Regions from separate parts of the Mus musculus genome. Here regions 2 and 3 are each linked to region 1. A link is a contact called in public Hi-C data. All regions are on one chromosome and are shown on one strand. Each heading gives the region's core, a stretch centred on a gene start, on an enhancer-like site or on the middle of the called end of the contact. The rest is flanking DNA. Distances are from core to core; before and after follow the strand shown.

Evidence for each region. A called contact is a pair of places that touch in the nucleus more often than the background predicts.
Region 2: a contact with region 1 is called in a Hi-C map of cerebral cortex, with 2.3 times the contacts expected there. The contact joins two enhancer-like sites. A contact is called at or near these places in 1 of 484 Hi-C or Micro-C datasets (cerebral cortex), 2 of 115 datasets of contacts at active chromatin or transcription factors (embryonic stem cells and neural progenitor cells) and 1 of 9 other capture datasets (embryonic stem cells).
Region 3: a Hi-C map of cerebral cortex shows a contact between it and region 1, with 3 times the contacts expected there. The contact joins two enhancer-like sites. A contact is called at or near these places in 13 of 484 Hi-C or Micro-C datasets (the Ba/F3 cell line, the N1E-115 cell line, adipose-derived mesenchymal stem cells and 5 more), 3 of 115 datasets of contacts at active chromatin or transcription factors (T-cell acute lymphoblastic leukemia and embryonic stem cells) and 1 of 9 other capture datasets (embryonic stem cells).

The regions. Positions count from the first base shown.
Region 1 is chr3:153,237,045-153,240,184 of GRCm38.p6, forward strand. The region is part of intron 3 of St6galnac3 (ST6 (alpha-N-acetyl-neuraminyl-2,3-beta-galactosyl-1,3)-N-acetylgalactosaminide alpha-2,6-sialyltransferase 3); the gene reads right to left. Among named protein-coding and RNA genes, the nearest start is that of Gm33066, 14 kb to the left of the region's middle. Within about 2 kb of position 1,552, at least 25 of the 459 cell types and tissues checked have an H3K27ac peak or open chromatin away from gene starts, as enhancers often do. A contact at or near this core is called in cerebral cortex, where this site is marked.
Region 2 is chr3:153,569,643-153,572,771 of GRCm38.p6, forward strand. All of the region lies in intron 1 of St6galnac3 (ST6 (alpha-N-acetyl-neuraminyl-2,3-beta-galactosyl-1,3)-N-acetylgalactosaminide alpha-2,6-sialyltransferase 3), which reads right to left. Among named protein-coding and RNA genes, the nearest start is that of Gm32721, 19 kb to the right of the region's middle. Within about 2 kb of position 1,664, at least 26 of the 459 cell types and tissues checked have an H3K27ac peak or open chromatin away from gene starts, as enhancers often do. A contact at or near this core is called in cerebral cortex, where this site is marked.
Region 3 is chr3:153,658,316-153,661,293 of GRCm38.p6, forward strand. The region is part of intron 1 of St6galnac3 (ST6 (alpha-N-acetyl-neuraminyl-2,3-beta-galactosyl-1,3)-N-acetylgalactosaminide alpha-2,6-sialyltransferase 3); the gene reads right to left. Among named protein-coding and RNA genes, the nearest start is that of Gm52633, 64 kb to the left of the region's middle. Within about 2 kb of position 1,501, at least 29 of the 459 cell types and tissues checked have an H3K27ac peak or open chromatin away from gene starts, as enhancers often do. A contact at or near this core is called in cerebral cortex, where this site is marked.

The DNA.
Region 1 (3,140 bases), core at 302-2,801:
GCTCAGCCACAGAGATGTGATCAAGGAACAGCTGCGACTTCCTTCCTACCTGTACCGGGTCCCTGCCATCATGCCTTCCCCACCGAGATGGGGGGGGGGGGTCTGCTCACACCCTGAGCCACAGGAAACTTCTCCCTCATGCTGCTTCTTGCCAAGAATTTGGTCATAGTGACGAGAAAAGGACCTCGTACACATATCTTCACAGTAGAGCCCTTTGCTCTCCTGCCACCCACCACGCCCAGGATGATTGGAGGAAGTCTTGATGCCAGGAACCCATGCCCAGTCTGCTTCTCCTCATGGTGCAGGGTAGGGCAGTCTACAGACCTATGGAGCCATCGTGTCTGGGAGAGCAGCCACTCCTGCATGCTTCTCAAACCCTGCTTGGCTGTCCCTGGTTAATGCTACAGCAGGCCTGAATCCCAGCATAGCAAGGCACCAACCTAAAACATAGGCTTCCTAACTTTATCGTAAATTTCCAGTCATCTAAATGACCCAAGTGCAAATGCTCTCGGTGTACGGTCTTTTGTTTCAGTGTACTACAACCCAGAGTCTCCCAACCCCTCACTGCAAGGTTGCATATTTGTTCTTGGGGCTGACAAAGTAGGATCCAGTCCCCGGTCATCATCATGCCCATCTGGCCCCCACCCAGTTATCCCTGTTTGAGTTCGTTTGATCATCTGTCACACAACTGGGGACATTCAACTCTCCATGCCCGCCACTCTTGAGCCCTCCTGGATTCATGTCAGCCACAGGAAGTGGCTGCTTCTCAGACCACGCTGGGTGCAGAGCAGTCAGGGGATCTTGCCTTCACTGCACTTCACTCCCTTTAGAGTTACAGTTTCAAGTCATTGTCAGGACACTTGTCCAGGTTCTCTTGCTAGCCTGCTTATGTAGGCACAGCCTAGGGACTGTCTTCCTGAGCCCAGCAGGGTTGTCATGACTCCTGTACAGCAGTTGTAAGCTGTTGACGAGTTTTCGATGTCCTAGAGACTACCTGCATTCACCATACATAGTAGATATAAGCTGTTCACTTACATCACCTGGTGGTATATAGTAGATATATGGTGGATATGAGTAGATATGAGATTTACATCACCTGATGAGCAGGTATAGTCTGCCTGCAGTCATCGCTCATTTGGAAGCTCACTCTGTTCACTGGTCTCTTTAATAGGACCAATGTCACATTTTAGTCCCCCCCCCCCATTAATTTGATCCTTTGAGAGATATCATGGTGGGTTAAATGTGGGTCAGAGTGGATGAACTCAGACCCCGGTGACAGCCTTTACTACTGGTGTGACAATGGCCTCTCTGAACCCCACTCTCTTCACCTGTAAAGAGATACTACAGCAATAATACCAACAGAGGCATAAAAGTTACTGCGAAGACAAACAGAATTAATCTATCCAGAGCGCTTAGAACAGTACCTACAAAACAGCATATGCTTCCTGGCATTTATTTTTATCTTCTGGAGATCATTAGATGACTCACAGGCTAAGAAAAGCGCTAAGGAAATGCTAGAGAGGACGGAGCAGCTTGCATGGGAAGCGAGGTAGGAGCACGCGCATTGATCTGAGTGTAAAACCCTAAATGCAGTAAGCGCGAGGAGCGGTGTGTGGGAGTGGTGGATGTCACTCTGGAGTCTGTACAAGTCCCAAGGTCCACCTCAGAGACAGCAAGCAGACAGAAGAGGGTAGGAGACAAAAAGCCCAGAAGACTGGGTTCCTCTGCCTTCCTCCTCTGGGAACAAACCATAGGGCTGGAAAAAACCTGGTTATCAGTGGTGCACTGTTTGGCAAAAGTAAGGCCAAGGTGTGTGTGTGTGTGTGTGTGTGTGTGTGTGTGTGTGTGTGTGTATGCATGTGTGTGTCTGTGTGTGTGCGTGCACGTGTGTCAGGCTACACTGTGTTAGTGTGTTTAGGCTCCTCTAATGAAATACTTCAGCCTGGGTGGGTCATAAACAACAAAAGCTATTTATATGGATCTGTCTCATTTACTGTTTGCTGTTTTGAGACAGTTCACATGTAGCTCAGACTGACCTTGAACTCACTATGTAACCAAGGCTGACCTTGAACTCCAGACTTTCTGGCCTCTATTTCCCTGCGTTGGCATTATAGGTGTGCTACCATACCCATATTACTTCCCACAGGATGGGAATCCTGATATAAGCCACCAGCAGGTTTGCTGCCTCAGCAGGTTTCTTGTCAGCCCTCTTCCTCTTAAGCGGTGTCTTCTTTGTGGCTGGATATGCTGGGGTTTCCTCCAGCCCCCTTTAGGAGATCACTCTAATCCTGGTCACAAGAGTTCTGCCCTATGACCTGTCTTCCAGTGTCCTGGATCTTGCTAGCATCCCCTTGGGGCAATGGGACTTTAAATACTTGGAGGGGGGTAAACATGAGGGCAGTGTGGGCTTCTCTGGGCTTCTTTGGAGGAGAATCTTCAACTCCTAAGTGGACGGAGCTTCCACCAGGAAGGGACGGAATCTAATCGCCATGCCTAGCACACACAGGGGAGCAGGTTATTTACTGAATAAATGCATCGCCTGCTCCAAAGTGACTGCTTGTCCAGGCTCTGTGGACTTGGTTGGAATTCTTGCTCCCATGGCTCTGTGCAGGAGTGCCTGACAGGCTTCCTCGTGGGCCACGAGGGGAAGCCTACCCGGAGCCCCACACTTTATGCTGCTTGACTCAGGCTAAACCATGGATTTCCTTACTTCTCATTACTGAGCCCAGAAAGGGCTAATAATCAGCGAGGCTAGCAAAGCTCTGAAATCCCATCGCAAGTTGGAAAGGGAAATGAGTGTTAAAATCATCTTTGAAGCGATACCCATGGCTTCACAGGATGAACATGGTCATTCAGAATGGACAGGTCTACAGGAAATCTAAGCACTTCATCCAGCCCAGACTGTGGAACCAGGACAAACCCAGCCAGGCACATACCTTCTACCCATCGCAGAAGGCCTAAGGACTGTCCTGACAGCCTCACAGTGGGTCTGCTCCCCAGCTGAAGTGATTTCAACTTGATTATGGCTTAGTGAGCCTGCTCCTCCACTCTTGATTACCCCCCCTCCCCATCTCTGTATGTTCCTCATTTCCAGATGTAGTTTACTGGTCTAAATCATTTAATAAAAGGACGATAGCTGC
Region 2 (3,129 bases), core at 414-2,913, 330 kb after region 1:
AGATATCAATAAACTATAAAAATTCTTCTGAGTTACAGAGACAAAGTTTGGAGCTGAGATGAAAGGATGGACCATGTAGAGACTGCCTTATCCAGGGATCCACCCCATAATCAGCATCCAAACGCTGACACCATTGCATACACTAGCAAGATTTTATCGAAAGGACCCAGATGTAGCTGTCTCTTGTGAGACTATGCCGGGGCCTAGCAAACACAGAAGTGGATGCTCACAGTCAGCTAATGGATGGATCACAGGGCTCCCAATGGAGGAGCTAGAGAAAGTACCCAAGGAGCTAAAGGGATCTGCAACCCTATAGGTGGATCAACATTATGAACTAACCAGTACCCCGGAGCTCTTGACTCTAGCTGCATATGTATCAAAAGATGGCCTAGTCAGCCATCACTGGAAAGAGAGGCCCATTGGACACACAAACTTTATATGCCCCAGAACAGGGGAACGCCAGGGCCAAAAAGGGGGGGTGGGCGGGTAGGGGAGTGGGGGCGGGTGGGTATGGGGGACTTTGGTATAGCATTGGAAATGTAAATGAGCTAAATACCTAATAAAAATGGAAAAAAAATAAAAAATAAAATAAAAATTCTTCTATCAATTCAATGTTGTCCTTACACTGTCACATGCCATGGCAACCCTTACACATATGAACATACACACACACACACACACACACACACACACTCACACAATGATGTGAAAAAGACTTATGATATACAGAGCTATGGAAGCCCACTGGGAGATCGTTTGCCTCTTATGCACAAAGCTCTGGGTTCAGCTCCTAACTGAAGGGGTGGGCAGATACACGATACCTCTGTGCCAGTCAATGGGCACAGGATCGTTCCAGGGGTCCACAGTACATCGAGAAGATAATACATCAGACACACAGATATGTTCAAGCTATTAGAAAGTGCTCGCCTGACAAACCATGATTAACATGTGCGGTGACACCTGTGCACCTGCCGTCTTTTCAGCACTACCTGTCCTACCTTCATCCTGTTGGCCACAATAAAACACTCTGACCAAAAGGACTTGGGGAGAAGAAGATTCAGTTCTTTCTACCCTTCTGGGTCACTATCCATGTCTGAGGGAAATCAAAGCAGGACCCTGGGCAAGAACCTGAATCAGAACCAGGGAGGAATGCCACTCTGCTGGCCCCATCTCTGCTTGTTCTCTCACAAGCTCATCCTTAGCTAGCTTTCTGTACAGCCCAGGGCCACCTGCCTAGGAATGACCCCTCCCACAGTGGACTGCACCCTTATATATCAATGAATAATCAAGACAATGCCCCATAAATGTGCCTACAGACCAATATGATGCAGTCAATTCCTCAGTGGAGGATCCTTCTTCCAAGTGGCACTAGGTTGAGTCAAGGTGACACCTGAGTTGACAAAAGATATTACCTAAAATTTCATGGAAAGAGAATATAGAACCCAGCATCAACACATTACAAGTACTTAGCGAGTGGGAGCTATGACTTTAAACTATTATCTGATTGCTTTAGAGATCAGCCTTAACTAAAAACAGAAACCCTTCTGCAGGCTGACATTTAAAAGGCCACCACACAAAGAACACAGACCGGCTTCCAGGAAGGTACTTGTGAAAGCGTGGGCTGGCGAATCAACGGCACGGGATGTTCTCTTCCAACAGCTTGCCATTTCAGCATCTTTCGATTAGGCCGACACATGGTGCTCTCGAATGGCCCAGCTTCCCTCCCACGTTTGCAGACCAGGATTATTCTAAATAGGAAGCCAGTCCCCAAAACCTCCCACTTGCCGCCAACACAGGTCAGCCACAGGATTGTGTGCAGTCAGGCTGTGGAGCAGGTGCGACTACCTGTGTGAAGGTCACAGCCTAGTTATTTTATGTGTCAGTCTGAAGATAAAAGCAGACAACAATGAACCAGTCTGCACTCTCCCCGTGGAAGGAGATTGTCTTAAATTTGGGAAGTGGTTTGTCACTGAGATAACCTCAGCTACCCTGCAAAACAAAGCAAATAAACAAACTCGCTGGAAGTGAGGGTGCACACTTGAATTCAACTCTAAGGCAGACGCAGTGCTGGGCACTGCTGTTCAGTTACTTTGTCTGTCTTCAGTAGACACCGGTCATGGCGCCCTTTCTCCCTAGAGTCCTCCCCACGGTGATCTATAAACTGTAAAGTGCTAGTGCTTTAAAATGATTTTAAAGCAAGCCCTGGAATTACATTAAGGGCTTGCTTTAAAATGATTTTAAAGCAAGCCCTGGAATTACATTAAGGGCTTATCCGAGCCAGAAGGAGGCTGATGATGGTCAGGAGGAACCGACGCAGAAGGGTCACGTAACCATTTCCGGTCGGCAGTGGAGCCACTCCGCCCCCTCTTACCAATGAATCCCTGTCCATATAGACCTCAAAGTGCTCAGCCTGCTCGCTGTCTGCGGGTTTGGCCTCCTGACCAGACGTTTCCATTACCGCAGCTGCTGTTTGTAAGCGTGTAGCAGCCCTGCGTCTTAATGCTTCTCACCACACGCTTAATTTTTTTTTCTTCTCCTAGAAGAAATTATGGCCATTTCGGCTGAGTGTCCCCATTCTGTATTCTTTCAGAGCTCGTATTCATCTTTTATTTTCCTGAATGAGGTTTGGTTTATAGCATATAAGATAGGAAAACAGGATTGAAAAGGCTGGGAGAATATAAATCTTCCCTTGGAAACAAAATGCTCTCAGCGCATTTTAAAGACTTCAGAGTTTTTTTGACGCCCTCATTCACTGGAGAATTTTGGAGGAAGTAAAATCCGAGAATCCCTCTCCCTCTTCCCCCCGCCACTCCCCTATCTCTCTCTTTCACACACACACAGAAATAAAAAAATTTAAAAAGCCAGCCATATAGCCTGATTATTCCAATGTCTTCCAGTACACTGTGTGTTCCGTCAGACACTCCATGTTGGAAAGGTTTTCCATGTCTCGCTGGGTTTGCACATTCCTTTTTTCCAGCCAAAGTTCAGATACCTCGAGGACAGAGCTACACCCTAACCATGCGGTAGAGGTCTATTACATCATGGTGGTCTATTACATCATGGAGGTCTATTACATCATGGATCGCTTAGGCAAATCCCAGAGCTCCACTGGTGTGGGTACTCTGGGAC
Region 3 (2,978 bases), core at 251-2,750, 420 kb after region 1:
GTGGTGCTAAGGGAACAACTGCTCGACCAACTTCGATTATCTCTGGTAAAAAGAAGCCAAATTCACAGGAACACGGAGCCTGGCATCCTCTGTCCGGTGTAAGCGGAGAGCTGGGGCGTCTCTGAAGCCGCCTAGGAAACACACTTCTGGGCGTGCCTGTGAGCATCGGCTGAGGTGGAAAGACTCGCTCTATATGTGTCACGGGCTGTCTCAAACAACCACACAGCTACTGGCCCCCAACCTGCTGCACCGAGCAGCCACCACTAGAGGCCACCACACGTACCTCTGCACCTGAAACCCTTCATTAACATCCTCCAGATAACTCAGAAGTGAGACTCACGTTGCGAGTGAATGCAGTCTACAGATACGCAAATTCACACCTAAGGGAAGGTCTCAGTGCCCTGCCAACGCATACACTGAACAGAGGGCAAGGCCACTGTGGCTGTACAATGGAAGCTGACAGCAGTCCCCACTACATCCACCACGCCATGGATGTGGAAGAGAGTAAACAGGCTAACACCTTAGGGATACACTAAGGCAGGTGTGCCTGGGAAGACGGCAGAAAGCAATTAGGGAAGAAGACCCAACCCAGGCTGAGGATGAAGAAACCTCATGGCCAGCCCTGCTCACAGGTAAGAGTGGGGAGCCTGATGTCTGCCGTCGGCCTTGCCTAACACCATTAAGGGGGGAATGTAAGCTGGAACAGAGTGGGAAAGGTTAAAGAGGAACGTTGAGGCTAACTTGAAAGAATCATGGCTTTCACACCAGAAACTGGGCATAAAAGCAGCTCACCAGGCTGGTGACTGATGGAGCCATCCTGACAGGAACCACAAAGAGGCTCTTAAAGGGAGTCTGTAAGAAAGCGTTGGATCAGTGGAGCTGTCAGACCTGAGACAACCCAGCCCAAATGCAGTGTGCCACACTGTCCTGCCACTGTAGCTGCACGGGTAGGTCACCCTTTCACCATGCAGCACCTCACTCGTGAGAGCAAGCATCTCAGGCTAGCTCCAGCCCGCAGACAGACCCTTGTTCTTTAGCCTCTTGCTGTGTCCCTCAGCAAATGTCACTCAGCACACCAGACAAGTCCTGGAGCTCCCTATGACCGGGTCAGTTATAATATGTGGACGACACTTGCACAAGCCTGCCTGCTACAGCCTAGGTAGCCACAGGTGACAAGTGGAGAACAGAGAGGATGCAGATCAGGCAGGGCAAGAAGGGCTAGCCCAGTCAGGACGATGCTTACCTTGCGAACATACGGGGCGGAATTCATCCCCAGAGCATATTACTAATGTGATGGACCTTTGTTACCAAAGAACTGTACTTAGAAAAGGAAACAAACTTCAGAGAAATAAAAATCCCAGCAACAGCCCCTGGAGTATAGGAGGCCCCGCCACAAGGCTCGTGAAGAAGTGGAACAGAGGCCTCAGCACAGTCCACTCAGTCCACTGTCAGCCTGAGACGCCCGCCAAGCTGGCTGGCTGAAAGAACATGCTGGGTCTGTTCTGTTTGCTGTAGTTTTCTGAGCAGGCTCCATGGTGAGCGAAGAGGCGAACAGGAATCTTCCATTATCCCTTTCAGCTGAAAAGAAACCTCACCACAGAATGCACTTACTGTGAAAGTTGGTACAAACAGCAGCCACGGGGAGGTCGCGATTAGAGGAGGCTTCCAGGGAGAACGGCTTCTTAGAGAGTTGGACTCTGATGGGCAGAGGGAGATGGTGACGGGTGAGGGGTGAACGAAAGAGGGGGCAGGAGCAGAGCAAGGCCTGAGCCTGAGCAGAGGCAGCGGGTGAGCTCACTCACTCAGCCTACATCTGAAGCATCGGTCATCCTAGGTGCCCCACAGCAGGACCAGATCAGTGGGCAAGACAGCAGGCTGGGCCAGTGGAGCATGGTGGTAGGAGCGGCTACAGTTTAACACTGAGAGTTGGGACCTAGGAAACACCGTAGCAAGTTGTTCTAAGAACAGGGTCTTGAGTATGAGCTCAAGGATGCCAGACTTGATTCACAGACATCACTGAGCCAAGGGAGCTTCTCTGAGAAATGTCTGTGAGAGGCAGGGCAGAAAAAGGGAGCCATCAGGTTAGCTCCAGCTGGGGTGATTCATCTTCGGATGCATAAGACCCCGTATGGGACAGAAAGGGGATCAGAGGCTGGAGGAGGAGGAGGAGGAGGGAGAGGAGGGGGAAGGGGAAGAGGGGAAGAGGAAGAGGAAGAGGAAGGGAAGGAGGGGGAGGAGGAAGAACAGAAAAAAGGAGGAGGAGGGGAGGAGGAAGAGGAAGAACAGGAGGAAGAGGGGAGGAGGAGGAAGAGGAAGAAGAGGAGGAAATGAGGAGGGGGAGGAAAAGAAGGAAGAAGAGGAAGAAGAGGAGGAGGAGGAAGAAGAGGAGGAGGAAAAGGAGGAGGAGGAGGAAAAGGAGGAAGAGGAGGAAAAGGAGGAAGAGGAGGAGGAGGGATGCATGTCTTGCGGAACCCTGCTCTGTGTGGTTATATCCTGAGGAGTTCTACTGGGAATAAGTTTAGGAATGAGACAACCCCTCTTTGGAAACATTTAAAAGTTTCTCAATCGTCCTGCAGATAAACAAACAAAACCACATTTGATTCTTCCCGACCCTGCATATTCCACTCTTTTATGACCAATTTGTTTGGGGTGAACATCACAGGACATGAGGAGGGAGGCGGGAGGGGAGGAGCCATTGAAGTCAAAGAGGACAGGATGCCAGGAATCCTCTAAGACTCAGGAACGTCTCACTGAAAAGTTGGGCCACCTTCAGGGAACTCACAACGAATACCCTGTGCCCATGCACACAGACACACAACAGCACCCTGTGCCTCAACACTCAGGCTTCTATTTGCCTGGCTGCTTAGCAGTCTGCATCTATTAGATCACCGTGACAGCTTTTGGATGTCCATCCCTTTAAAACAAACAAACAAACAAACAAACAAAAAGGTAAGATCTAGAAACCCGCATCTCACTGA